Linked DNA regions of Mus musculus: regions 2, 3, 4, 5, 6 and 7 are each linked to region 1. The links are chromatin contacts, called in public HiChIP or PLAC-seq and promoter capture Hi-C maps. All regions are on one chromosome and are shown on one strand. Each heading gives the region's core, a stretch centred on a gene start, on an enhancer-like site or on the middle of the called end of the contact. The rest is flanking DNA. Distances are from core to core; before and after follow the strand shown.

Region 1 (3,818 bases), core at 805-3,304:
AGTAAAGAGAACTGTACTTAGTGAACTATTTAAAAAGACCTAAAACTAGCATGTTCTATTCATCCTGAAAATTAATAATACCTTTTATTTTAAAAATATTACCTTTTATTCAAAAATATTTTAAATACCATTTTGTTTAATGATTTGGGGGGGGGCATTCTTTAACCTAGAGTGTATCCCTACCGGTTTTTTGTTTTGTTTTGTTTTGTTCTTTTAGCACTGGGCCTGCTTCTTAAACACATAGCCTGGAGAGAAAGTCTCATTGTCATTACGTTTTGCTGCATGTCCTTATAGGAAGTTTTAAAATTATTTTTTAGGCGCCAATGATCTTAAGGCCATAATCATTGCCAAAGGTGCATTTTTATCAGCATCTGTATAGCAAAGGTGCATTTTTATCCCACGCAACAGGACTGGCTGTCAGGAAAGTAAGTGAGCTACGGGGAGGGGGCGTGACTGCACACTTAAACTTTAGGAGGAGATCTGCCTGAACTCAAACCCCTGAACTCTGTGTGTGTGTGTGTGTGTGTGTGTGTGTGTGTGTGTGTGTGTACTGTACTTGGTATGTCATTCCTGGAGACTGCCTTCTCATCTTTAAACTACAAGAAATGATAACCCTTTTCCACAGAGGAAAAAGTGAATGGAATGCGGTTTGTACATTTTGATCCACACTTATCAGAGTCGCCAGATAAACACTTAGCTTTTCACCATCCGAACGAACAGCCGGACTTGCCTTGGCACTCGGGTGAGGGCGGAGGTTTTCTTTTTCCACTCACACGGCGGAGAGCTGCGGGACGAACCCCTTCCCGGGCGCAGGCTGGAAGTTCCCGCTGCGCGGCGCCCGGGGCCTGGCGCGCCCCGCCCGGCGCTCCCAGGTTCCCAGTCCCCCTCGGCACAGAGCCATTCCCTGCCGCCCGCCTTCCCGGTCCTGGTCCCTGGCCCAGGAAATTCTTCCCCAGCAGCCCAGGGCTCGCCTCACGTGACCAGCCGCCGTCGCGGCTGCTTCCAGAGAGTTTAAAGGTTACCGAGGAAATTAGTATGGATACAGCCACTGGACCCCAGGAGGACGCATCGGGCTTTCCCGCAGCCCGAACGCCGGTTGTCAGGGCGCGGATCAAGCCTTGTCCTCTTAAGGGGCACACACAAGGTCCCGCATAAGTAGGAGGAGTCACTTTGAGAAATAAACAGACATTCGAACCAGGCCGGGCCCAGGTTCTACTAGTCTTCCACAAGTTCTCGCAACCCAATCAGGCCCAGAACAAATCCCCAGAGGGGAGAGTCTCCTCAAGGGGGAAAAAAAGAGGGTTTCAAAACTCACACCCAGCCGAAGGGCTCAGCAGTCCGGGTGTCCCCTCCCCCATCGCGGCACAGTAGAGAATCCCAGGGCAGAGTGACAAATAGGCCAGCTCTCCGCGGGCGACTGGTGACCGCCGCAGTCCAGGCAGAGTGGGGGAAGGTGATTAGTCTTCTTGGACATTGCGACCCCCTCCATTCCACCAGGCCCAGTTTTAAGTGATAGTGTTGGCCGCAGGGTGCGAGAGAAAAGCGCGGCCCGCTGCTCTCCGGGTCCAGACCCCGCTCTCCTGGTGCAGATCCGAGGAGCACAGACTCGGCCTGCGACAGTCGCTCCCGCACCTCCGCGACGCCACACTCCTGGGTTCCGCGCGGAGTCCTTCCTCAGCTCCCCCGCGCGCCACGGCAAACGGACCCGGCCGGCCCGCTCCTGCTCTTTTCTGCTCGGCTCACTTTTCCCGTATTGCTCCCCCAACCGGCAAAACTTTCTATTTCCCCAAACAGTGGCGCGCGCGCGCGCGCGTGCACACACACACACACACACACACACACACACACACACACACACTCACACACACTGACGTCTTTTGCGCATTTCCTGCATTAGAGGGAGGGAGAATCGCTCGCACAGCGATCGAGGGAAGCAGATCGCGGGCTGAGCGCTCTGGCGGGCGGCGAGCCGGCGGCAGCCGAGAGCGCGGACGCGGGGAGCGCGGCGGGCGGGCGGGCGCCGGCGGGCGGGAGGAGGGGCCGCGCGGAGTCGCAGTCCCTGCCCGGCCGCCGCGCTGCGCACCGCCGGGTGCCGGCCTGCGCCCCGAACCCAAGTGGCGGCCACCTCTACCTCCCAAGCCCGCGCGGATGTGAGATCCCAGGCACCGGGCGCCTCGCGATCGCCGGCTACGGCGCGACTCTGCTTAACCCGGGAGGTGACGGCGGGGCTGATCGTGCGGCTTGTGGATTTTTTAAAAATTTGGCTCCGGGGAGGACCATTTCCTCTCGACATGCATCCCTCCGGATAGACTGCACATCCCTCAGTCCACCCTCCGCCCCGCGCCGTCCGAGGCAGGCGCTGGGTGGGCGAAGAGGATCCGGGTTGAAATCTGTGCCCCCGGTTCTCGTCCCCGCCCCGTCCCGCCGCCCCCTCCCCCTCCGGGAGTCGAAATTGCCCGGGGATTATGTTTCGGAAAGGTAGGTGAGCGCCGGGCGCGGCGCCTGCTTCTCCGCACACGGACCCGAAGAACCAGCGAGGCGGCGAGGCAGCCCCCGCGGCTTGCAGCGGAGGCGACAGCTCGTCTCCTGCCGTGGAGGTGTCGCCGGTGGTGGGGGGGAGAGACTTGCTCCAAAAAAACGGACGTCTCCAGCTCTCCCCCCTCCCTGTTTTCCGTTAGGAATCCGGCGAGGAAATACATGCACTCGCTGAGAATCGGCGGCGCCAGGAGGCAGCGCCACAAGGTGTAGCGAGTGAGTGGGGTGGGGCAAGAGGGGACCCAGGAGTCCCCCAGGCTCCCGGCGCGCCTGCTCCTGCTCTTCAATCCTGCCCTCGGGGCGGACGGAGTGACCCCCGCCCCGACCATGGTAGTGTTCAATGGCCTTCTTAAGATCAAAATCTGCGAGGCGGTGAGCTTGAAGCCCACAGCCTGGTCGCTGCGCCATGCGGTGGGACCCCGGCCACAGACGTTCCTTTTGGACCCCTACATTGCCCTTAACGTGGACGACTCGCGCATCGGCCAAACAGCCACCAAGCAAAAGACCAACAGCCCGGCCTGGCACGATGAGTTCGTCACCGATGTGTGCAATGGGCGCAAGATCGAGCTGGCTGTCTTTCACGACGCTCCTATCGGCTACGACGACTTCGTGGCCAACTGCACCATCCAGTTCGAGGAGCTGCTGCAGAATGGGAGCCGTCACTTCGAGGACTGGGTGAGTCGGTCCTCCACGTCCGGGAGTCCCGGGTCCCAGGGAAAGACTTGCTGCCTGAGCATTGGTCCTGGGGCTCTGGGCTGTCTGTGTGTGCATGTGCGGCTCAGTTTTCTTGAAGAGGCACGTTTTATTTCCTAGCTGAAGAGACATATACAGTAGGGTATGAAAGACGAGATTTGACAGATGGGCACTATCCCTTGCCCCCCCCCCCGTGCCCTCCCAACAGTGGGCAGTACAGGTGGCTTGCAAGTTGGGAGAGAACCCGGAATGCAGGTGCATAGGTTGGTGGAAGGAATCTGCAAGTCCCTGGTGGACTTGGCTGAGCGACTGTGTGTGGGTGGGTCTCTCTGTCCTTGGAGAGACACGTGGAGCTCAGACTGGAGGGTTTTTGTGCCTCCTGGCTTTATCCTGGGTAGCCTAGTGAGTAGTTTTATAAAGCCGTCTTTCTGGTAGGAAGCCCCCTCTTCCTAAACAACTGTTTAGCTCATTTGATGACATACCAGAAAGGTCCTCACCCCCAGTGTCCCCTCTATAGGTCCTACAAACATAACACCAGCTTGCTTTGCCCATCTGTTTAGAATGCCGTATTCTCAAAAGGGCTTGTGGTG
Region 2 (3,818 bases), core at 400-2,899, 680 kb after region 1:
GGGAACAGATCTAAACAGAGAATTCTCAACTGAGGAAACTTGAATGACTGAGAAGCACCTAAAGAAACATTCAACATCCTTAGTCATCAGGGAAATGCAAATCAAAACCACGATGAGATTCCACCTCACACCAGTCAGAATGGTTAAGATCAAAAACTCAGGTGACAACAGATGCTGGTGAGGATGTGGAGAAAGAGGAACACTCCTCCATTACTGGTGGGATTGCAAGCTGATACAATCCTCTGGAAATCAGTCTGGTGGTTCCTCAGAAAATTGGACATAGTACTACCTGAGGACCCAACTGTATCACTCCTGGGTGTATACCCAGAAGATGCTCCAACATGTAATAAGGACACATGCTCCACTATGTTCATAGCAGCCATATTTATAGTAGCCAGTATCTGGATACAACCCAAATCTCCCTAAACAGAGGAATGGATTCAGAAAATGTGGTACATTTACACAATGGAGTACTACTCAGCTATTAAAAACAATGACTTCATGAGACTTGCAGGCAAATGGATGAAACATGAAAATATCATTCTGAATGAGGTAACTCAGTCATAAAAGAACACACATAGTATGTATTAACTTTATAAGTGGACATTATCCCAAAAGTTCAGAAAACCCAAGATTCAATTCACAGACCATATGAAGCCCAAGAAGAAGGAAGACCAAAATTTGGATGCTTCAGGGCCTCTTAGAAGGGGAAACAAAATACTCACAGGAGGAAATATGGAGACAAAAAAAAAAAAAAAAGTGGAGCAGAGACTGTAGGAAAGGCCATCCAGAGACTGCCCCACCTGGGGATCCATCCCATATACAGTCACCAAACCAGGACGATATTGTGGATGCTGGGTAGTGCTTGCTGATGGAAGCCTGATATGGCTGTCTCCTGAGAGGCTCTGCCAGAACCTGACAAATACAGAGGTGGATGCTTGCAGCCAACCATTGGACTGAGCGCAGGGGTCCCCAATGGAGGAAGGAGTTGGAGAAGGGATTGAAGGAGCTGAGGGGGTTTGCAGCCCCATGGAGGGAGCAACAATGTGAACATGCCAGACCCCCCCCCCCGCCCCAAGCCCCCAAGAGCTCCCAGGAACTGCACCACCAACCAAAGAATCCTCATGGAGCAACCCATAGCACTGGCCACATATGTGGCAGAGTATGGCCTTGTTGGACGTCAGTTGGAGGAGAGGCCTTTGGGCCTGAGGGTGCTTGATGCCCCAGGGTAGGGGAATGCCAGAGCAGGAAGATGGGAGTGCGTGGGAGAGCACCCTCATAGAGGCAGGGGGAGGAGGGATGGGATAGAGGGTTTCCAAAGGGGAGACCTAGAAAGGGGAAAACATTTCAAATATAAATAAAGAAAATATCCAATAAAAAATAAAAATAAAAGAAAAAAGAAAGAAAAAAAATCTTGAGTCAGGGTCTCCTGTAGCCCATGCTGGTCTTGAACTTGGTTGTTTATCTAAATATGACCTTGAAAAAAATAGGTTAAAAAGTTCTTAACTAAGAAACAAGAGTGCATTGAAATATACTTTACCCAATAACTACAAACTAGGCATTTTGAGAGGCATAAGGTAATTTCCTAAGGCCACAATACCAGCTCTAAGCAAGCCGTAACACATTTCAAAGGTTTAAAATGACTCAGAATATACTTCCCGGCCACAGAGAAACGATGACACAAATCAATAACCACATGTAAGTTTATGAATCACTAAGTACGGAATTGAAATAACTCATGGATTGTAAGAAAGAAGACAGGGAGGAGAGAGAGAAGCAGGGGGTGGGGAGCCAGGGAGAGCAGGAGAAAGAGCTAAATGGTGGGGTGCCTCCTCAATATGCCTAGTTTCAGCCCTCAGCACCACCAGAGAATAACTAAGTAAGCAAACAGGGACATTCCTAACCAGGCAGAGAGAGTGGCTCACATCTGTAATGTCAGCAGGGAGGGGGAGGGGGAAAGGGGGGGAGGAAGAGGAGGAGGAGGACGAGGAGGGGGAGGAGGACGAGGAGGAGGAGGAGGCAGAAAGATTGCCAGGAGTACCAGGCCAGCCTGGGTTGTGGAGTAAGAGTATCTCAAGAAACGCAAACACAGAGCCTGGCGTGGTGGCACACGCCTTTAATCCCAGCACTCGGGAGATAGAGGCAGGCGGATTTCTGAGTTCGAGGCCAAGAGGTCTACAGAGTGAGTGCCAAGACAGCCAAGGCTATACAGAGAAACCCTGTCTCGAACTCCATCACCCCCCCCCAAAAAAAAAGAAAAAAGGAAGAAAAGCAAACACAACAAACAAAATAGAAATATCTCTGAAGTATTAATGTGAACAATAATTCAAAGCTGGTAGAATTCAGTTGCAGCTGTAACACAGAAACAAGAAAATCGTCAAAGCCATAGTCAGTCCTTTAAATATAACAATAAGATTGGTAAGCAGCTAGCAAGATTTTTTTTTATCAAGAACCAGCACTAGTTAATAACAGAAATTAAAATTAAAGTTAATATAATCAATACGGTGCTGCTACATTAAGTAAAATAGTCTCTTTGAAAATAATCAGGAGAAGAAGAATTATATGAATTGTTATTTACTTATTTATATGTGTGTGTGTGTGTGTGTGTATGGAGAGAGAGATGGGGAGAAGGAGAGGGGGATGGGGAGGAGGAGGGAGAGGGAGAGAGAGGGGGGAGGGGGAGGAAGAGGGGGAGAGAGAGAGAGAGGGAGAGAGAGAAAGGGAGAGAGAGGGAGGGAGGGAGAGAGAGAGAGGGAGGGGGAGGGGGAGAGGGAGAGAGATTAAATGTACAGCATGCACACAGTGCCCACTGAGGCCACAGAGAGTGTCACATCTCCTGAGACTAGACTTTGCAGATGGTTGAGTGACCTGCTGTGGCTCTGGGAGCTGACTTCTGGCCCCCTGCAAGAACACCACAGGATCTTAGCCACCGAGCCATCGATCCAGTCCCAGCAAATTTAATTTAAATAAAAGTTTTACCACTAGGAAAACTTCAGTCCTAGATATCTTTAGCATTAAATTCTCCAAAATATTTGAGAAATATCACTCTACCTCAAATATGCCTAGAGAATAAAAAGGAAGAAATTCTCTGACGTTTAAGAGCCAAACCTTAACACACAGAGATCGAGAAAGACTGCTTATAGACTCAGTCTCACTCAGCAGCTCACATACCATCAACAAGCTATCATCAAAAGCAGTCATAGTCGAAGGACCGTGTGCTGTAAACAAACTGGGGTTATCAAATGGATGCAGGGTTATTTTAACACAGACCAGTGGACCAGTGTGACTTACTGAATTAAGAGGACAAAGGAAAAAATTCTATAGCAACAGACACGGAAAACTTAGTGGAACTGAGACCATTATTTTGTAATTAGAGATGAACTTTTTCAATGTCAAAGCTCATATTTAACAGTGAGAGAAATGGACCGTTTTCCCAAGAGAAACAGGACAAGGACACTAACCCACATCACGTCAGCTCTAAATGAGACAGAGAAACCAAAGTCATTTTCTACCCTGCGCTCACACTGAATGCCACCGTTCTGATGCCGCTGCGAAGGGTTTTCCCCACAGACCAACCAAACAGTTCCCCAGAAGACACCGACTCAATTCATTTCTGACACTATCTGCTGGAGATAGCATCATACCCCACCTGCTGAGAACTCCGTCCCACAAGAATGCCTCCACTTCCGACTCCGGCGGCAAGTCATAGATACTCACCTCTATTTGGCTAACACATCAAAGAGGCTATGGGCGAGCTGCTGACAGCACAGTGAGCTTCCACACACCTTCAGGGACCTCCCTGTATTCCCGGAACATGT
Region 3 (3,818 bases), core at 445-2,944, 630 kb after region 1:
AACATTGTTGGATGATATGAAAGTCTAGCCTGTTGTACAAGTTATAGCTTTGAAGTAAGTCTAACAAAAGAAACGATGTAAGAGAAAAATCAGAGCGAACTCTAATGTCTTTGGACCCACCTTTTAGCAGTTACGTGTTACAGTGTTACAACATATACTTTCCCAACTCAAAACAAACTACAGACTCATTACTTAGGCAAGTGGAGTTTTGTATACCTCAGAGTTCAAACGCCTAAAAAATACCAGGCTTAGCGTTAGGGCCAGTTTCTTCTTTACTTAGCAGCACACTTCCTTTGATTTTCACAGTAGGCTGCAGTGTGTGGGAATGTTGGGGAGGAAGCCTCCGCGCTGAGAACTCCAGGCTGAGTCGGGCCACAGTTGAGATTCATATCACAGGAAACAAACCGAAACAATAGCTTTACGATACTTGCTTCCACACTGGCCCAGGAGGACAGAACACACTGTGGCGGGAACATGGGTGGAAATATCACTTGATTGTCTTAAATCCAGATGAACCCTGCGCTCTGGGGCTGAAGTGGAGTCGCTTCTGCGTCCCAAGAGCTTTAGACCGCAGTAAATGTATAGAATGTGCATTCGCCCCAATTCTGATTTGAGGCTTCCCAGACTCATATGTAAAAAAATCAAATTCTCATTACTGCAGAGTTGGAGATCAGCACAAAGCCAGGTTTCTAGACATAAATGTCAAGTTTATTTTTGATTATTTTGATTTGAATTTGTTTATGTTTTATTCCTGGCATTTGCCTAGTGAAGTCACACAGTCTGCTCAGGATATGATTCTCCGATCCCTGAGACATTAAAATCCAGGACATGGTTTTAAAGCTTTCACCATGACTTCTCAGGAAAAGTGGGACAAAGGGGACAGAATTACAGCAGCAGATGTGATTTCTGTGCCCTCCTATGCCTTGTGGTAAGACCTGTTTTCCCTGGTTTTCAGCCCAATTGTTTTACTGTCCCACCTCCCCCGGCCCCACCTATACTCAAAATCAAGGCCTTTTCTGTCCTGTTTGGAAGGAGGCCAGTAAGATGATTCATGCCAGGATGTTACTGGCTGAGAGCAGCCAGCGGTCCCTTCAAGAAAGTCTAACCTTGCTTATAGCATTCTCTTAAAGCAAAGAGTCTGGCCAGTCAGCGACAGTCACTGACTGTAGCGCCCCATAGCATTTTATGAAGGCTAGCGCAGCAAGCAAGGGTGGGGGAGCAGGTGTGAAAAGAACAAAATAAAAATCTCCAATGCTGGACTTGTGGGGCACACCAGGAGAGCAGCAGCAAGGCCAGCTGAGATCTATCACTCTGCAGAAAGTGTGAGATAGCCCCAGCCTGCTCACAGTGCGGCATAAGGCACAGTAAGTGGCCCACACTCTTTATGTTTGCCGTCAGTATGCCCGGAAGACGCGTGCACAGCCTTTGAAAGGAAAGACCCTGCGGAGATAACTAAGTAGCAAGCACCAGGGAAGTAGGAAACCTGTATCGGAGCTTGTTAGGAACAAGGAGTTTCTTGAAGATGGAAACATCTAGAAGGATCATCCGGGTGAAGTAAGAAAGCAGCAGCCTTACGGCTGGCACAGCCAGGCCTCAAAGACCCAGTTAGAAGCCACCTGCTCTGCCACCTGCTAGTTCACACAAGGCAAGTGGCTCTACCATACTGGTGTGCCACCCAACATGGGCGGTGCTGCCTAAAGGAAATGAGCAGTGCTCCGGAAAAGGCCCTCCACAGCCTTCTCAGCGGCACATATCCTGGCGGTGGGAGCCATCAAAGCCTGTTTACTGGGGCTATTTTTAGCATTAAAGAATTTCGTGGTCCTTCTCAAAGGAGACAGTTCGTCTATACCAGTTCTTTGAGATTCGAACCCTGACAGATTCTGGGAAGCAAATGGCCAGGATGTAGAACCTGAGCTATTTAGACCACCCAGCCCAGTTCCTTAGCAAGCACCTACTTTATTTTGTACCAATGGTTTGCTCTCCGTTGTTATCAGCATCCCCAGGAGGGGCTTAGGCTCTTCGACAGATGTCTTCCTGGCAGTTTGTTGGTTCCTGAATTGCACCCTTCCTTGCAGTATCCCCAGCTCTCCCTGAGACAGGACTGAGTGTGTAATGAGTGCTGTGAGCCAGGGAAGCCATGGAGGAAAAGCCTTAGTAACTGCAGGGAGGGAGGGAGGTCTGGTGTGCGCAGCCGCCAGGCATAGCAGTTTTTAGCAGAATTGTGACAGGAGGCTCAGGGCTCTGGGTGCAGCAGGGGGATGTCTGCCTCCCTCTTGGCTGGGAGTGACCTAGCCAAGTTCCTTCAGAGACTCCCAGGAGGACAAGCAGGTGCTAAAAGAGCAAATAGTTCCACTGAAGGAAGGGGCCACACCCAAGCTGGGCTGCTCTAGGGTCGCAGGGAAGGGGTGGGGGAGGGTGCTATTGGCCATTGTGACTTCAGTCTCAAGATGTTCCATGTCTGTGGCCCCAGACACCCTTCTCCCTCCTCTCTAAAGGGCAGTCCACCTGCCACTGTAGCCAATTTCGCCACCTCCTGGAAGTAAGCGTGCTGGACAGTTCGGAAAGGCCGCTTGGCTGTGCCGGGCCTGTTAAAAACAGGAAACTTTAAGCAGAACTATTTTCTCTGGGTCTAGTTAACCCCGATAGGTTGTCTTGGGATTACTCCAGATTTTGAAGTCAGTGTTGCCACTGAGATCAAAGAAGCTGAAGTGAAAATAAATTCTCAGTAGGCCTCAGCACTAGCCTCTGTCTGTCTGGAGAAAGTAGCCACCTCGCCCTATAACCCAAATGCAGCTGAAACCTTCTCCGGGCATGTTTCCGGGGTCAGGCACCCTTTGCCCAGACTGGCTGGTTTTCCTGACGTGGGGGATAGTCTTCAGCACGTGGTCTCTGGAGCGACAGCTTTGACACCCTCTGAACACTTTTTGTTGATGTTGTTGTTGTTGTTAAAGGAAGAAAAGGCACTTTTTCAGCTTCCCTGAATTAGGAAGGAAGCCTGGGAGGAGGTAGAACCTTCCAGCACCACCCTGGGTGGGGTGCGGCCTCCTCGTACTAGCCAGGTCTTGGGCTCTGAGCTCAGCTTAAATTTTCAGCAGAGGGTTCCACGTTTTTATTTTACTTTGCACAAATCCCGCAAGTTGCATAGCAGTCCTGGGCCCGCCAGAGGTCCTGGCCCACCCACTCAGCCTTGGCTAGACTTGAACTCACTATGTAGACCAAGATGGCCTGGAATTCACAGAGATCTACCTGCCTCTGCCTCCTGATAGCTGGGATTAAAGACCTGCTCTAACACACCTGGTTAAATCCAGATTTCTAAAGCACACACATATTTGACATTAAATAATGAACAAGAAGAGGGCATAGCCTGTGGTCTGAGGATAACAGCCAGGAGCCGGAACAAGAGCTGAGCTTAGATTGCAGAGGTGGACTTGGTAGTCCAGGACACACAGAGTGCATGGTTGGGGGTAGAGTTCCCCCACAACGCCCCCTAGTGTCTGCCTCTTGTCCCTCACGGCTTTGTGCCTCTAAGTTCCATTCTCTTTCGACTATTCTATGTGCTATCTATCCCCGGACTTATGTCCCCAAAGTGGTGCTCTGAGAAGCCACCTCTCTGCCCCTTGACTGGAAGAGAAGCTTTGGGACACTGGGCTCCCTTATTGTCCCAGTCTCTGATATTGGGCCATGGATCTTCTGCCTCTAGCTGGCCTCTTGTCTGTCCTGGGAGGAAGGCTGTCTGTGTGTCCTGCAGTGGTGGCCCAATCCTGTCCAGTTGCCTGACAGACCTCTCTTTCCATACTCATGTGAACTCACATTCCAGG
Region 4 (3,818 bases), core at 671-3,170, 610 kb after region 1:
GACAGGCTTTCAGTCTGGGTCGCCTCTGGCTGCTTGTATGGACTCTTCACATCTGAATTTCCCCACCCTCCTCCCCCAGATAAGAAGTTTACTTCCAGCCATTGGCACAAATCATCCCTAGGGTGACTTGAACCTGACTAAGGACAGCTCTCGAAAATCCTGATAAGGTCTCCAAACTTCTATGCCCTGTAGCAGTAACTAACCATTCCCCTTTCTTTAAACTCGTCCATCTTGCTTTCATTGTAGTGTTTTTCCTCATGCCTAAGTCAAATGAGCTCTGTGTCTCATCCCTACCACTCTCGAGGGCTGAGCATCACCAGTGGGCTCCTCCTAGGGACCAGAGATCTAGAAACACAGAGGACCTTAGCTGAGCTGGAGGTACCACTTCACGGCATGAGCTGTTTTTCCTCAATTTTCCTTCCTAGGCCTGCACAGATTTCTTTACTGGATGGATAGGCCCCCATGCATACCCAGCCTACCTCCAGCCCAGCACCTGCTCAGTACACTTAGCCTGTAAATACAGTCATCCCACAAAGGACATTTTCTCTGGTGGCTTTAAGGTTTGACGGAGAGTTCTCTAGACTTGGCAGCTTAGCTGTGACCTCAGGAATCTCGGTGCTGGCAAGGCTAGGTCTTTGCACTAACGTGGCTCAGTGCCCATGGAGATAATCTCCTCTTGTAATGGGTGCACAATCATTTTATTGTTGAAGCAATAGGAACGCAAAAACAGAAGGAATCCCACAACAGAGCTTGCCCGTGGCTCAGTGAGCCTCTCTGCTCCTGGCTGAGGGCACCTTGGGACACCTCAAGTTCAATCCCAACCGCCACCCTGAAGGTCAGCTGATTCATAAGGTGTGGGCTTATGGAGGAGCCTACACCCACAGCCTGAGCCTCCCCAGGCCTGGCACTGCCCTGTGTTCTGGCTAACACCTCCTGTTTATTGTTTGAAACTCAAAAGACAAAACCCTCCAGCAACCTCCTCCCTTTCTACTCTGAGATAGGTACCCCCTTTTGTCCCTATTACCACTGACTTCTGCAGTAGCAGCATTTGGCTCCAACACTTGAGTGCTCGGTAGGCATCAGACACAGTTCTGAGCACGTTACAAGCGTTTCTTCCTTCCAAGTGCTCCATGGAACAGAGACCTGTAATGAAAACTAAAGTAGGTTGTCCTAGATCAGAGCATGCAAGTGCCCAGGCCCTCAGGCCCAGGCTGCCTGCTTGTCTGGCTCCCACACTGGCTTCCTCACAGAGGCAGTGTTCCCACCTAGTAGGTCTGCACTTGTAGTAAGTACCTATTCAGTAAGTGAAGGCTTATGGCTCACAAATACCTGATGGGATTTAAATTCCAAAGAGCTGTGCAGCTTACAAAGTTACATAAATGCACAGGACCACTGACTTTTTATTTTAGCAAAGTAAGGGTGATGCTTATCTGTTGTTGTTGATTTTTTTTTAACTCTGTGGAGAGAGATGGAGAGAGAGTACACCACAGTGCACGCATGGGAGCCAGAAGATAAGCCAAGGGAGCCAGTTTTCTCCTTCCATCCTCTGGGTCCCTGGGATCAAACGCCTCACGGCTTCAGATTGGCAGCAGGTGCCTTCACCTGCCCAGGGATGCTCTATGACTCCAGTTGCTTTGGAACGGTTTTTTTCTAGGTAGCATAGTCAGAGCTGTGAGATTTGGCAGACTGCCACAGGGGAAAGGACAGTGTGTTTGTCAGAATACTGGCGGCCTTTAGAAGCGATTTCCATGAAGCTGAAGTTGCAACTGACATTTTAAAAATAATTAAGGAAAGAGAGCAACCGAAGTCTGTCCCGGGCGGTTCCAAAGAGGTTGTGTGTCTGCTCTCCAGCCATCAGCAGGGCTGGGATATCCGAGACTAAGTGACAACTCAGGCAAGCCTCCAGGGTCACACAACACAGCCCCTCCACTCAGGTCTCCCCATGCTGGTAGAATGTAGCATGCAAGCCTCTGGGGCTGTAGGGTCTGAGTGGGCCTTTGGCAGCCTTTCTCTGTGGCTCTCCACACAGTAGAACGAGAGATCCGGCCTGAAGGCTACACAGCTGTGTCTGAGGCAGAGCTGAGTTGCTAATATCTCTTCCTGATGGCCAAGGCAGGGATTTTTACAGGCCTAGAAATCTAGCCCTGCTTCGGTAGCTCTGGGAGGAGGTCCTGGGTGCTCCAACTGCTTGGCCAGGGGACAGATGGAGCATTGAGCCTTTCACCAGGATCTCATGGAAAGCCAGTGTCCTGTCACCTGTCACCTGTCACCTGTCACCTGTCACCATTAATAGGCACAAAGAGTGTTGCACAGAAAAAAAGTACCAACTTGTTTTCTTTTCAACTGCTGGGCTGGGTAATGATGTAAAAACGACATTATCCCTAATAAACGTGATTTGCAGAGATCGTTGACAACCCCAGTAGCAGAGACTTGCATTAGCAGGTAAACAGATAAGAGAAACAGCCGGCTTCACCAGCTCCTGGCGTGGCACGTGTGTCTAGGTCTGGTATGAACTGAAGGTTGGGGGTGGAGTGTGGAGTTTTAAAGGCGAATCGGGTGATGGAGAGAGTTTGTCTTAAGGTTGGCCATCCCATAAATCTACTTCTCGATTTTTAGGTTGTGGTTTCAGTTGTATACATGTTTGTTTTGGTGGTATTTTTTTTTCTTAAGGGATGGGGGCGTGCTTATGGGGTGTGTGGCTTGTCCTAGTTTCTCACCTCCATATTACCTCACCAAAGGAGGTGGGAGCCCTGGTCAGGCCCTAGCACCGTCCCTGCCAAGTGACTAAAGAGGGCAGCCACATCTGTGGCATACAGTCTATGGGCCTGCAGCGAGTGGTAGATTGCTCGATTATGTCAAGGAGTTGGGATCAAGACAGGAACTTCCGCAGGTGGGGAGAGAGTGGCTTCTGTCTGGACCTGTTCCCCTAGTGAGGGCTGACTGGCAGCTGGCTCCCTAAAACACCTGAATGTAGGTAGCAGGCACAGGTACCCATGTCTGTGTGAGAATAGCTTCAGGATATGTGGGTAAGTTAGTTGAACCCTTGGGTGTTAAATAACCTGGATACAGTCACCGTTATTTCTCTTTACCATTTTTTTTTCTTTGCCAGAAAGCACTAAAGCATTAGGACTCTGGCTTCCTGCTCCTGAGGCTGGAGGAGTGTGGCTTGTCTAACCTTCTCAGCAGCTGGCCACGTCACATCTGAAAGAGCTACCTGATGCTGTTGTTGCCTCTGTGCGTGTGTGTGTGCGTGTGTGTGTGTGTGTGTGTGTGTAATTCATAAGCTTGCCTTCCACCTGTCCCTCAGAGGAGACCCCCCCAAGATAAGGAATAACTGAAAGGCCAGAACCTCACAGCTGAGGATCAATCAAGTCTCAGTGCTCAGGCCTGGGCCGGGGAGGAGGCATCCACATGGACTGCGGAGAGTGGCTGAGGGAGCCTCTGCAGGGTGGCAGGTTATGCTGGACCTTAAAGCTTGGAAGGTCAGAAGGAAGAAGACCCTCTACTAAGGCACAACTACTAGGACCTCGCTGGATGGCCGGCAGGATGTGGCATGTGGATCTACATGTATGGGGGGGGGGCGCAAAGGGACACAGCTGGAAGACAGGGGCAAACATCTGGAAATAAATGAAATACCCATGCAGTCTGCCAAGGGGTATAGCCTGGTTAAGGAATTGTTTTCATCCTGTGGGTAACGTGTGACCTGTGCTTCAGCAAGAAGACCTTGACAAGGTCTCTGAGGACCCAGCCGGAATACGGCCCACAGCAGCCCAGCCGACACGGCTGTACTTGGAGCTTTTAACAAAGACATTCATTTC
Region 5 (3,818 bases), core at 829-3,328, 560 kb after region 1:
CACGGTTTCATATATTCCAAAGTAGCCTCAGACTCACTGTGCAATTAAAGATGGCCTTGAGCTGCTCTTCACACCACCACTGCTCAATAAATACTAGGATTATGGGCTTGCACCACAATGTTCTATCATGCTGCACTGAGCACCAGTCGAGGCTGTGTGATGCTAAGAGAAACTTTGCCACCTGAGCTCCACCCTCTATACCTATTTCAGATGTCTTAAGACATCAAAATATGCTTAGGATCTTCATTCTCATCAGATGTAAATGTCCAATGAGAGAGAAGGGTCTTATTGGAAGAGCCTAGGCATTTATTCTGGAGAAAGGTCCTCTCAGCGTGTGAACGGACAGAGATGTGAACAGACAGAGATGTGAACATATCCTAGTGTCATCTTGGGGTTACTCAAGTCTCTCTTACTGCAATCTTCAGTTAGTGGAGCCTTCATAAAACACTCTCATGAACACAGAGGATCCGGTGAGACCCAGCATTCCCTCACCCAGAGGATCCAGTGAGTCCCAGCATCTTCTCAGCCTCTGCTCTTCTCCTTCCTTCCAGGTCTCAGGAAAACACACATTTGGTGGCTTTCAGGTTTGTTCTTCACTGTCTCCTTCATGGGCCGACACCACAGGTCCAGAGGATAGGATGGAAATAAACCCTACAGGAAGCCGAGTAACCAGTGCTGACCCTTTGCGTAGCAAAGCAGCTGTACAGCTCTGGAGACTCCAGAGAGTCTAGAAAGCTCCTTCTTGAGGCTGGTGTGATGACTCAGGGGCTTACGGGCGAAGAGCATAGACTATTCTTGCAGAGGAGCCAAATTCAGTTCCCAGCACCCAAGCTTGCAAATCTAGGCCCAGAGGACCCTCTGTGGGTGCCTGTGCCCACCTGCGTACACGCTCCTCCACGTACACACACTCACATACATGTAATCAAAAAGAGCACAGAACTAATCTTGCTAGAGGTGGTAGTGCATGCCTTTGATCCTAAATTTTAAGAAAAGGTTGGGGGAGAAAGCAAGCAAGTTCCTTTGTCCTCCAGAGGATACCATGGCACCTTGCTCTCCCGGATGATTGAAGACCACTGCCAAAGGTCAAATCCAGGACATTAAGTCAGGAAACCTCCAAGAGGTCGTCATGGAAAAGAAAATTCAAATCTGGCTATTCCTGGTGCTTCTTTCACTTTTTAAAAGACTTTTAAATCGTGAGTATGTGCCTGTGTAACTGCTGCTATCTACAGAGGCCAGACACATCTGATTCCTGGGAGCTAGAGTTCCAGGAAATTGGGCGCTGGGAACCAGACTCAGCTCGTCTACAATGGCAATCTATGTTCTTCACAGCTGAGCCGTCTTGCCAGTCCTTTACTTCAGGTTTAATTGGAAGTACATTGTTTTGTTGTTTGGTTTGGATTTAGTTTTTTTGTTTGTTTGTTTTGTTTTTTTGTTTTTTTTCAAGACATGGTTTCCTCTATGTAGTCCTGGTTCTCCTAGAACTCTCTTTGGATCAGGCTGGCCTTGAACTCACAGATATCCTCCTGCCTCTGCTGGGATTAAAAGGGAGTGCTACTTACCCTGGGGCTTGAAATACTTTTAAGGTTACAGAAAAGTGGGGGAAAAAATTAATAAAGAGCACTCCTACTTTTACTAGCTAAAATTTCAGCCAAGATTTCACACTGCCTCCGATCATTTTATTTAAAAAAAAAAATCGGATGAATTAGCAGCCTTTGTGAGAGTGCCCCGTAACAATCCTAATAGAATGCTGTGGCTTTCTCTTTTTCACTTAAGTCTAAATTAAATCTAAAGCTATGAATCAATACAGGAACACCAGGATAGTTTCAGTGTCATGGGCCCTACTCAGAGGGTCTCCTGTGGCTGTGGAAATGGGTTTGGCAGGGAGCATAGTGACTGGCACAAAGCAACCAAAGGCCCTGGTGACCCCAAGCTGAGAGGAGGCCTGCAAAGGTCGCTTCCTAGAAAGCCCCGCCCAGGCTTCCTCCTCTGCTTGGCCCTTCCTGCAAGCCATTGTCGCTCTGGGAGGACCTAGCCAGCCGGCCTCGCAGGGAGGCATTTCCGGGAGGCACAGAGCAGGCAGCCTGGCAGGGCGGGGCCCACTGAAGGAGGAAGTGCTTGCCGAGGAGTGGCACGTCGCCCTGGGCTATGCCAAGTGCCCTGCTGGGCATGGGGAGGGGACTGTGCCACCACGCTGGGACCAAAAACAGACCTTGAAGGCTTAGAGCAGAGGTGGGGGCATTCCTTCCTGCCTTGATTCCCACAAGTGAAGAAGGTATTTCTTGCTTCTTGTGCATCTTCTTAGGGCTCTGTGTTGAGGAAAAAAATTCATTCATTCATTCATTCAATCAATCATTTATTCAGTCAGTCAGTCATCCATTCACTCACGCTATCCACAAACAATTGCTGAGTGTCATCTGCCTGTTGGGGACAGAGCAAGGAGCAGAGAGCTGGGAGTGAGGACCACAAACATCCTTGCTCTGACTGACAAAGACCAGCAGACATAGTAAGTGCAGCATACACACAGTAGGAATAAGTGGTGCCTGGAGATGGATAAGAGGAGAGAGGAGCAGACAGCTCCCTGGGAAGAGCATTATAGGTGAAGAAAAGAGGAAGGACTGTGCCCAGCTTGGGAAGTCTGGCTGGCAAAAGTGAACTTCCTGTTGGTTTTTCTCTTAGCAATGTGCCCACCACCCCAGTCATAGGGGAGTAGCCATATCTGTGTTTCAGTGGCGCCCATGATTTGCCAGGATAAACTGTATCCACTTGGGCTGGGCTGGTAAGATGGCTCAGTGGTTAAGAGCACTGACTGCTTTTCTTGAGATCCTGAGTTCAAATCCCAGCAACCGCATGGTAGCTAATAACCATCTGTAATGAGATTGGATGCCCTCTTCTGGTGTGTCTGAAGACAGCTACAGTGTATTTACATATAATAAATAAATAAATCATATCCATTTTGGGATGTCTACTGACATCCACATCACTTGAATCCAATTGATCTCTCCAGTTGTGGTCCCCTTCCGGGACCCAGGGCTCTGGGCTCAGTAGGTCCAGACTTCAGACCCAGGTTTCTCCCATGTGTCTCTTCCTCTGAGAGTTTGTACCACATCACATTCTCTGTGGAGCCTCTATCTACTTTCCCCCCTGCCCACTCTAACTCCATCTACTGCATCTATGACACTTGGTGCAGAAATCCACCAGCCAGTGTCTGGCCATAGTACAGTTCTAAGTTGATGCATTCTCAGGTCCCATTGGCCGTGACTGGCTGTATTCCCCTCAAGAGTCCTCAGTAGCCAGCAGCTGGTACAGACTAGGTCTCAATAATGAAATGCAGAATGATCAACAGTCCTTACTTGACCTCTCTGGTCGCAGAGAAGGCTTTAGAACCCTTCAAAAGGCAACCTCTACCATGCTTCTAGCTATTTAATAGACTGTATTCACAGCTGCGGACTTCTAGGATACAGATTTCCTGTAGGCAAGAGGCTGGTATAGGAGGAAAAGTCTCATTTTCATTATAGAAAAATGGCTGGCTCAAGAGGCATTGTGTCTAAGAGAATAGGAGCAGCCACCCCTCTCCCTGACTCCACCCCTGCTCTGGGTGCCAGTCTGGGCTGACCACACAACTCCTGGAAACCCTAGCCATCGATGGGCTTCCTCTCCCTCCCCTAGGGACCTAAGCACTCCTGGGGCTGTGGCGCCTCTGCAACAGAGGCCAAGTTCTTATAAACATGTGCTGGGCTGCCCAAGGTCAGTGGAGTGGGGGTGTTTGAAGATCCTTACTCTGTCTTTGTCTCCTGATTCCAGTCCTCAAAGTCCTGATC
Region 6 (3,818 bases), core at 743-3,242, 540 kb after region 1:
AGAACTAACTAACATGGCCTTGGTCCCATGGCCATCGATGTTGAGAAGCCCAGAGTAAACCACTGAGAAGAACATGTAAAGAAAAAGACATCACAAGCCTTGGGCCCGAGACACTAGGCTGAGTGTTACCCGGCTCCCAGATCTTGACTGTCCTTTATATACTGCAGTGACTCTCTCAGCCCCTTGAAGCCTAGAGTAGACTTCTTGCCTGGTCAAAGTGTCCTGATGATGCTCTCCTGAGAGATTCTCCGAGAAGCTCTGCCTTATGTCCATGTGGATACCACATGTGGATGACTTCATCCTGAACTCAGGGTAGACAAAATATCTTCTGATAGTAGCTCAGGATTCACAGCCTTCTGGCCACAGGTAGTCTGCTGTAATTGTGATTATAGGTCTTGGGTCTGGATACCTGCATCCTAATTCCAGCTTCCTGTCTACCTTTGGCTGGGTTTCCAACATCTGTGACCTCAACTCTAAAATAAAGAACATCATGAAAACCATGCCCAACTCCTTTCCACTGCAGAGTCGAAATCTGAATGGAATTGGGCTGGGAAGGGCATGGAGTGCCCCTGAGGAATAAACAGTAGGACCTATGTGGATGCTGCTCAGAGACTGCGAAGAGACGGCTGTGAGATTCCAGGGCACGCACAGGTTTTAGAAGAGGTGTCTTTCTTGGATTTAGCCTACTTGTCATTTGAGAGGACGATGCAGGAGGTTCACGATTTTAGGATCAGGCTGAGCTACACTTCGAGTGAGACTCCGATTTGAGAAAACCAAAGTACTGTTTGCTCAATAGAAAAGATTGTCCTAGGTCAGCCATACAGCTTGTGTGAAGCCCAAGTGGCTACTGTGCTCAAACCCTGGGACGTTCCTTAGGGCTTCCCATCGGTGCTCTGGGATACTTAACCCAGCCACAGACAGGAAAGCAAGTCCAAGCTAGCAAGAGAGCAGATGTGGGATCTCTGCCCTCGGGACGCTGCTTGGGTAGTGTACTGGATCACTGGCTGCTCTCTCAGCCTCCTTTGGAGCTTTCACTTCTCAGTCTTTGAGTATTGGAGGACGGCAGGGTTTAAGCTTCAGCTCTTTAGCTTCTCTGTCCATGCTCACTCTCTGTCTGGTTGACCACATCCAGTCCCAGGTTTAGCTATGTTGAGGCTGCTGACCCCAAAATGTATGCATCAGTCCAGGCCTTTCTCCTGAATGCTATTCTTAACTCAAGTCTTGCTTGGAATGTCCACTACTGGATAGCATTTCCAACCATGTGTGTGTGTGTGTGTGTGTGTGTGTGTGTGTGTGTGTGTGTCCACTTATTCCCTGTTCTGTTCTCTCTAGTAGTTCTACGTTTTAGCAACCTTTCCAATAACTTAAGGCAAAGACTGTAGCCATTCTTATTGTCTCTTGTAGTCATCATTAAGGCCTTTAATTCACCACCACCCACATTAATCCATCAGTGACTTTCTCAACTCATACAGCTCCCCTCTCCAGCAAGTTTGACTGGCACTGCACTCTGCATTCTTTCCCTATGGGTCATTTTCCCTATATTTGCCCTCAAACAAACAAAAACAACACACCCAAAGCGCTGAAGCTCAGAATTGGACCAGTGGCCTCTGTGTTTCTATCCCCTTCCATTTCAGAGTTTTCCTGCCTTCTCATTGTAGCATATCCTTTCACATCAACAGGCAGACACAAAAACAAAACAAAGCAAACGAACAACCGTCACAGCACAGAGTCTTGGCGATTTGAACATCTTCTAGAGAACCAGACTTGTCTGCCCATCATGGCCACGCTGGCCACTGTGTCTCTTTCCCTGGATATGTTCAGAATCTATGCCTTCCTTGTACTGGGTCACCTGCTTGCCTGGCTCTCTGCAGGAAACTCCAGGTTAGAGGGTTTGAAGACGTTTGCAGCATAGATGTCTGCAGTAACTGGGAGCCTTACATCAGCCTTCCTGTGCTCACACCTCCCATCTGACCTATGGGTAGCTTTTGCCGTCACTGGTGACGTCTTCCTTTGTTAGAGTGGAAATACCCTAACTGCCTAATGCAGCGGTTCTCACCCGTCCTAATGCTGTGGCCCTTTGGTTGTTATGGTGTTCTGTTGTGGTGACCCTCAACCATAAAATAATTTTTGTTGCTACTTCGTATCTGTAATTTTGCTAACGTTATGAGTCACACTATGAATATCTGTGTTTTCTGGGGGCCTTAGGTGACCCCTGTGAAATGGTTGTTCAATTCTCAGAGGGGTCTCAAACCAAAGGTTGAGAACCACTGGCCTGATGCAATGTCTTTGGTGTCTAAACAAAATCCGGTTAGTTAGAACAAACAACATAAGGTTCCAGAGCCCACAGCAGTAGATGCAGCTCGGCAGGAGGAGGGCGACCCGGTTCCCTAATAGCTGAGAGGGACAGAGGAACCAACCGAGGTGTCTATGGCTAAGGGGATGAGCAAATACCTTGTCTCTATAGGTGTACCGTTCGTAGACAAAGAGTTTTTGCTGGCAGCTCAGCCTCTCCAGATGTGGACGTCAGTGCCTGTGAGGTTGTTTCCTGTTCTTCGTGTCTCTGTGTCCTTTAAAAAAAAACCAACCAAACAAACAAACCTTGTTCTGGAGTAAACCCAAATAACTCCTCTTTGGTTTGCAAACAGAAGGCACCAATCTCACACAGAGACTTCCACCCTTGGGCCCAAGTCTAAAATTTTTTGCCTACTTGCTTTCCTGACCAATTTCAACTTCTCCCAGGTTTCAGAGAATCAAAAACAACACATGAAAATGTTGTCTCCAAATCTTTGATGCTATAAATAACCTCGACGCTCACTTCCTCACGCCTGTTCCTGGCTGTGGCCTCTCCTTTCGAACACGTGTAAAGCGCAATTTTTTAATACTAGATTAGTTCTCAGAATAAATTAAAAAAATTCTTACTGTTAATTGTGTCTGAATATTTTTATTAGGAGAACTCTTTAAATTACACTTGACCCAGGCTATGAGATGGTTCAGTGGAGAAAGTGTACGTGCCACCAAGCCTAAGTACTTGAATTCAATCCCCAGGACTCAGAGAATTGACACCTGCTAGCTGTCTTCTGATTTCCACACACAACATGGCACAGACACCTCCCCCTCCACACACACACACAGGTAATCAGGTTTTTGTTATTGTTTTGGTTTTAGGTTTTAGAGACAGGGTTTCTCTGGGTATCCCTGGCCGTCCTAGAACTTCTATATCTTTGTAGTCCAGGCTGGTCTTGAACTCAGGGATCTACTTGCCTCTGGAATGCTGGGATTACAGCCATGTGCCACCACTGCCTGTCTTAGATAATCAGTTAAATCAGTCTTAAAACAGCAGAGAGGTGGTTGTAAGGCATAAATCCAGTTCCTCTCAGCCCTGGCTGGAATCTTGGGAGTGGCATACGAACATGTGAAGAAAGTATCTGGTTGAGGATTAAGCGTGCAACTAATTTGGAAGAGTTCTTGCCTAGTGTGTAGAAAGTCCTGAGTTTAATCTTCAGCATGGAATAAACCGGGTGTGGTATACCCCTGTAATCTCAGCCCTTGGGAGGTAGAAACAGGAGGCTCAGAAGTTCAGCATCCTTGGTTACATAGCAAGTTTGGGCCAGCCTGGGCCACATAAAACATGGTCTCAGAAATATTTTATCTGGTTCAACCCAAGGCCAATGATAACCAAATCTCTAAGGGTGGTGTTGGGCATCAATCTATTTTGTTAAAGTTTCCCAGCTCTTTCCAGTAGTGTTCAGAGAGTCTGTGTCCCTAAAATCCCTAAAATGATCCTTGCTAACTTTGGGTACTATTAAAAGTCATTTCCC
Region 7 (3,818 bases), core at 946-3,445, 550 kb before region 1:
TCCTTTCTCAAATACAGGCCTAGAGTTCTAGTTGCCTGGAAGGTTGACCTTCCAGAAAGTGTGAGGCCACCTGGGGAGAAGTGCCAGGCCTCCTGGGGAGACCAGAGCAAAGGAATTTGAGGGGGGAGTGGAAAGCTGACCCTCCCCTGTGTACCAGCCCTTCTGACGTTCTAACACTAGTCCAGATGCACCTTTAAGGAGCTGGGCTGGTTAATTGATTTACAGCTGGCCCTGTGGGGGAAAGTTCGTGGTACCCACGGGTGAGCTAGACCTAGTGGCTGTAAAATCCACTTCCCTACTTTCCCACTCACACAACCATTTTTAGCTTGCATACTCCAAGTAGCTGGCTTCTTTCTCCAGGGGCTAGATCACCGTGTAGCCAGCTAGACTGGGTTTGTGCCCACCCTCCTGGGCCCGGTGGTGGGAGGTGTTCAGGTCCTAGACGGAGCCAAACCCCTCTTGTTTGAGGATGTGGGGGGTGGAAGGGCCTTTAGCGGGCGGCGGGGCTCATTAGGCAGAGCGGGGTGCCGAGAGGTGCGCGCTGCCGGCCCCAGAGGCCGCCTTTGAGCCGTCGGGGCGGCTTCATTAAGCAGCGCTAACAAGGCGTACAAATGCCGGGCCCAGCAGCTTTTTTGCAATGGTGGGGCCTTAGCAGGGCGCCAGGCTAATGAGGGTCACTCAAAGGGGCTGATCAAATATTCAAATTTCCCCTCACGCCGGGAACTTTTATGCACCAGGAAAGTTGAGGCAACTGAGCTGTGTTTACTGTCCAGAAGGACAATTACGTGGAAGCCTGGTGCCCGGAGGCTAAAAAAGGGAGGGGATATAAGGGGGAGGGAGCAGTTGTTGTTGTTGTTTTTGTTGTTGTTGTTGTTGTTGTTCAAAGGAAAGTAATCGGAGTCCCTGAAGGGCTTCGGGGCCTCTCCGCCTGAGTACTGCGCTCCCCTGCGCCCTCCCTGGCGGTCTGCTCCAAGCTCCTTCGTTTGCAGCTTGCGGGGAGGCCCAGACCACCCGCTACCCAGCAATCTCTCTGTCTTCCAATGTCCTAGAGCCCGGAAGAGGCGTTGCCCCCAGGACAAACCTTCCTGACCGTTTGGGTCGGCTGTTCCGGGTTGAGCATGGGTGAACTGGGTGTAGCTGTCCCAGGCCTTCTGGGACTCGCTTTCCTGGGCTTTCCCTGTAGCCCCAAACAAGGAGGAAGTGTGCTTCCCGCAAAGTCCTCTGACTGTATGAGACGTTATCAAGGCTGGGTTGCAGCTGATATTTGTAAATAAATGCCCCGCAGAGCAGGACTGAACACTCCCCAATTCAAATGCTGCATTTCTCCCCGCAGATCCGGTAGGCCAGGGTTGAAGGGTGGCGACAGATTTATCTGTGCAGGTGACCTCTGTGGGTACCAATGCCATAGATCCACCAAGTCCCCAGTCCTTGAGTCTGAGAGGAGAGAGAGAGAGAGAGAGAGAGAGAGAGAGAGAGAGAGAGAGAGAAGAGATCTAGAGGCCCTACAAGCCAATCCCCTAGGGTTTTGTGGCTCTGAGAGTATCGGAGTGCAGGCGGTGCTCAGCATCCCACCCACTCTGGAAGTGCCCTGGGCTCCATTCCGAGCCCTCGCTTTACCCACCCCAGATCAGGGAGCAAAGCAGCCTGGGTCCTTTGCACCAGCTCCTCTCACCAATGCTCAGCGAATGGGATTTTGGGGAGACTCCAGAGGTTCACAGACACCCTCTCCAAAAATGCACACACCCAAACCTTTTAGATCAAGACCCTGCGGAGCCTCGGCGGGATCCAGTCCTACAAAACGCATCAGGAACCACCCGCCCCGCCTCCCTGCTCAGCTTTCAGGACTCTCAACTTACCGGCTTCGGGAGGCAGCATAGGGCTTCCGGCCTGGGCTGGAGAAGCGCAGGCAGCGTTGTGGCCAGGAGGTGGGCTCAGAGGGCGGCGCAGAGCCTTGCTTGGGGAGAGGCTCTCGGACAGTCGGGGTTGCTGCGGGCCCGAGCCGGGTAGGGTCGCGCTCAGAGCTGTGCGCCCTGCCTGCGCCCTCCTCCCGGCTTAGCGCTTACAAGGCGCGGCCGCCAGAGAACTGCAGAGCCCCGCGGGTCCACCGGAGACCAGGCACTGGAGGGAGTATAGGGCTGGCCCCGAGCAGCATCTGTGATCCTTTTGCCTCAGTTCTTCATGAGTGGCGAGGGTTTTCGATTTCAGCGCTGTCGGCACAGCCCTCGGCACCTGCCCAGCCTCCCTCCAGGCCTGGATCCCCCCCACTCGGAGGCGGGGGGTTGCGGGGATTGGGAGGGACTGGCCGGGTTCACCCGCCCGCCTGGCGCCTGGGTCCCCGGCTCCGGGGGATGCAGTTTCGGGGTCACGAGCTGCTTTCAAAAAGTTGAACACAATATTCGGAAACCCACCCGTAGGAATTCTCCCCCTCCACACGCGGCACAATACCCACTCCCCTCCCCCTTTTCATTCCTTCCTCCCCCTGCTTCCTCCTCCTGCCCCTTCTCCCTCCCACCTTTCAGTCTATAATCCTTCCCCCTACAAGAGAAAGGGGTCCGGAAGAAAAGATGAAGTGTCTGTTTTTGTGTCCCAACCTTTGGGCTCTTTCTGGGCCCGCAAAGAGCGACCGCCCAGAGCCTTGCAGTTGAGCGGAAAAGCACTCCTGGTGCAGATGAAGATGTTTGGAGAGAGAGAGAGACCGCCAAAAGTGGGGCTCGACGGATCTACCTTTTAGGGTGAACATTATTCTGCCCTGGTCAGCGAGTTTAGGCCCCTGAGCTGCCCCCTGCTAAAGAGCCAGTATAGTCCCCTAGCCTAACCCAAACATTCGGTGTCACCCTCAAACCGAGTTTGCACTCCTCGGCCCTTTAAAACCTGGCACTGTCGGATCAAGGCCTAAGAAAGATCCGAGCTTGAGATTTAGGGCCTGCGACCATTTTGGCTCCAGCCTCCAGTTGGGTTCACGTTTAAATTCTCCCACAACTTCTTTTTTTCCACTTCTCCCTCATTGAGCTCTCCTGAGTGGTGTGTACCCGGCGCCGCGCCCCCAGATCTGCATCGGAATGTAGAAAAGATCTTTTTAAAAAAAGTTTTGAATTCCTCAATGATTTTTCTTCTGGAAAGGCAGCTTAGGATAATTATTTCAGCTTTATTGAGGGCAGATTAGTTGAAGTCTGGGCGCTGCGTTTCAATACGCGTTGTACATGGGCCGACAATGTGGGCATTGTTAGCTACTGTGTGTGAATCCATTCAACATATACACTTTTTAACACCAGTCCGAATCCTGTCTAAATATACACAGTGCGTAGGGAAAGATGTCTCTGACCCGGACAAATCTGCGTAAATCACACTTCCATAGTTACAGAAGCCTCACAAAGGGAGGCCGGCCTCAAGATGCAGATTACAACTTCTCACAAGCAACATACCTAAGAATAAATAAATGCCCGGGCCTGGCCCAGAGGCTGTGGTAGCCGCAGGCAGGAAAGACACTCTGAGTTCTTTGGACAAGGGGAGTCTGTTTCAGGGTTATGATATTGCTTTATGTATGGAGAATTTTGGCTTTAATTATGTATTGTAGTTATTTACATTATGAGCTTTCAGGCCTTGGGCGCTTACTCAGGGTGGCCTCTAAAGTTTCTGTATCTTTTGGGGGATGTTGGGCATGACAGGGGTTGTACCCATGGTAGGAAAAGTGGGCATCCTCCCCTAGGTCCAGAGTCCCTAGGTTTCTGGCCTCCTGTTGCTAGTCTACCACTGTGGGAGACAGCTGAAGTCTGGGGGGTGGGGGAACAAAGAGTGGAGTTGATTTTGAAGACAGAGAA

The links. Promoter capture Hi-C pulls out the DNA fragments that hold promoters and counts their contacts. HiChIP or PLAC-seq counts read pairs in DNA pulled down with a chosen protein or histone mark.
Region 2: a contact with region 1 is called in a FOXA1 HiChIP or PLAC-seq map of pancreatic cancer cells. The contact joins the enhancer-like site here to the promoter of Prkce in region 1. A contact is called at or near these places in 2 of 39 promoter capture datasets (the SN4741 cell line and second pharyngeal arch cranial neural crest), 2 of 484 Hi-C or Micro-C datasets (Th1 cells and cortical neurons) and 13 of 115 datasets of contacts at active chromatin or transcription factors (the NIH/3T3 cell line, craniofacial prominence, embryonic basal ganglia and 9 more).
Region 3: a promoter capture Hi-C map of liver shows a contact between it and region 1, with 3 times the contacts expected there. The contact joins the enhancer-like site here to the promoter of Prkce in region 1. A contact is called at or near these places in 16 of 39 promoter capture datasets (the 3T3-L1 cell line, 3T3-L1-derived adipocytes, the C10 cell line and 10 more), 4 of 15 datasets of contacts at CTCF or cohesin (embryonic stem cells, large pre-B cells, pro-B cells and 1 more), 53 of 484 Hi-C or Micro-C datasets (the AML12 cell line, B cells, the Ba/F3 cell line and 34 more), 23 of 115 datasets of contacts at active chromatin or transcription factors (the 230-238 cell line, astrocytes, bone marrow-derived macrophages and 16 more) and 3 of 9 other capture datasets (adipose tissue, embryonic stem cells and liver).
Region 4: an H3K4me3 HiChIP or PLAC-seq map of forebrain shows a contact between it and region 1, with 3 times the contacts expected there. The contact joins the enhancer-like site here to the promoter of Prkce in region 1. A contact is called at or near these places in 9 of 39 promoter capture datasets (the 3T3-L1 cell line, 3T3-L1-derived adipocytes, the C10 cell line and 5 more), 1 of 484 Hi-C or Micro-C datasets (granulosa cells), 10 of 115 datasets of contacts at active chromatin or transcription factors (astrocytes, craniofacial prominence, embryonic basal ganglia and 6 more) and 2 of 9 other capture datasets (embryonic stem cells and liver).
Region 5: a contact with region 1 is called in a promoter capture Hi-C map of the HPC-7 cell line, with 4 times the contacts expected there. The contact joins the enhancer-like site here to the promoter of Prkce in region 1. A contact is called at or near these places in 7 of 39 promoter capture datasets (the 3T3-L1 cell line, the HPC-7 cell line, hippocampal neurons and 2 more), 2 of 484 Hi-C or Micro-C datasets (B cells and the Ba/F3 cell line) and 9 of 115 datasets of contacts at active chromatin or transcription factors (bone marrow-derived macrophages, craniofacial prominence, embryonic stem cells and 5 more).
Region 6: a contact with region 1 is called in an H3K4me3 HiChIP or PLAC-seq map of embryonic forebrain, with 3 times the contacts expected there. The contact joins the enhancer-like site here to the promoter of Prkce in region 1. A contact is called at or near these places in 2 of 39 promoter capture datasets (the HPC-7 cell line and hippocampal neurons) and 5 of 115 datasets of contacts at active chromatin or transcription factors (embryonic forebrain, embryonic stem cells, large pre-B cells and 2 more).
Region 7: an H3K4me3 HiChIP or PLAC-seq map of embryonic stem cells shows a contact between it and region 1, with 55 read pairs. The contact joins the promoter of Six3os1 here to the promoter of Prkce in region 1. A contact is called at or near these places in 4 of 39 promoter capture datasets (embryonic stem cells and stem cell-derived epiblast-like cells), 10 of 484 Hi-C or Micro-C datasets (all in embryonic stem cells) and 7 of 115 datasets of contacts at active chromatin or transcription factors (all in embryonic stem cells).

The regions. Positions count from the first base shown.
Region 1 is chr17:86,165,731-86,169,548 of GRCm38.p6, forward strand. It overlaps Prkce (protein kinase C, epsilon), which reads left to right and starts at 2,055. Exons shown (of 15, transcript NM_011104.3): 1 at 2,055-3,210. The coding sequence starts at 2,863. Gm5817 (predicted gene 5817) reads right to left here and starts at 1,755. Exons shown (of 2, transcript NR_165800.1): 1 at 731-1,755.
Region 2 is chr17:86,849,217-86,853,034 of GRCm38.p6, forward strand. No RefSeq gene overlaps it. Among named protein-coding and RNA genes, the nearest start is that of Tmem247, 66 kb to the right of the region's middle. Within about 2 kb of position 1,650, at least 15 of the 459 cell types and tissues checked have an H3K27ac peak or open chromatin away from gene starts, as enhancers often do. A contact at or near this core is called in Th1 cells and pancreatic cancer cells, where this site is marked.
Region 3 is chr17:86,800,362-86,804,179 of GRCm38.p6, forward strand. The region is part of intron 2 of Epas1 (endothelial PAS domain protein 1); the gene reads left to right. Among named protein-coding and RNA genes, the nearest start is that of Epas1, 48 kb to the left of the region's middle. Within about 2 kb of position 1,695, at least 79 of the 459 cell types and tissues checked have an H3K27ac peak or open chromatin away from gene starts, as enhancers often do. A contact at or near this core is called in the N1E-115 cell line, the P5424 cell line, Sertoli cells and 12 more, where this site is marked.
Region 4 is chr17:86,780,266-86,784,083 of GRCm38.p6, forward strand. The region is part of intron 1 of Epas1 (endothelial PAS domain protein 1); the gene reads left to right. Among named protein-coding and RNA genes, the nearest start is that of Epas1, 28 kb to the left of the region's middle. Within about 2 kb of position 1,921, at least 23 of the 459 cell types and tissues checked have an H3K27ac peak or open chromatin away from gene starts, as enhancers often do. A contact at or near this core is called in forebrain and liver, where this site is marked.
Region 5 is chr17:86,730,218-86,734,035 of GRCm38.p6, forward strand. No RefSeq gene overlaps it. Among named protein-coding and RNA genes, the nearest start is that of Epas1, 22 kb to the right of the region's middle. Within about 2 kb of position 2,079, at least 230 of the 459 cell types and tissues checked have an H3K27ac peak or open chromatin away from gene starts, as enhancers often do. A contact at or near this core is called in the Ba/F3 cell line, the HPC-7 cell line, bone marrow-derived macrophages and 6 more, where this site is marked.
Region 6 is chr17:86,708,024-86,711,841 of GRCm38.p6, forward strand. No RefSeq gene overlaps it. Among named protein-coding and RNA genes, the nearest start is that of Gm52297, 40 kb to the left of the region's middle. Within about 2 kb of position 1,993, at least 25 of the 459 cell types and tissues checked have an H3K27ac peak or open chromatin away from gene starts, as enhancers often do.
Region 7 is chr17:85,616,201-85,620,018 of GRCm38.p6, forward strand. It overlaps Six3os1 (SIX homeobox 3, opposite strand 1), which reads right to left and starts at 2,196. Exons shown (of 4, transcript NR_038085.1): 1 at 1,857-2,196. It also overlaps a transcript of Six3 not described here.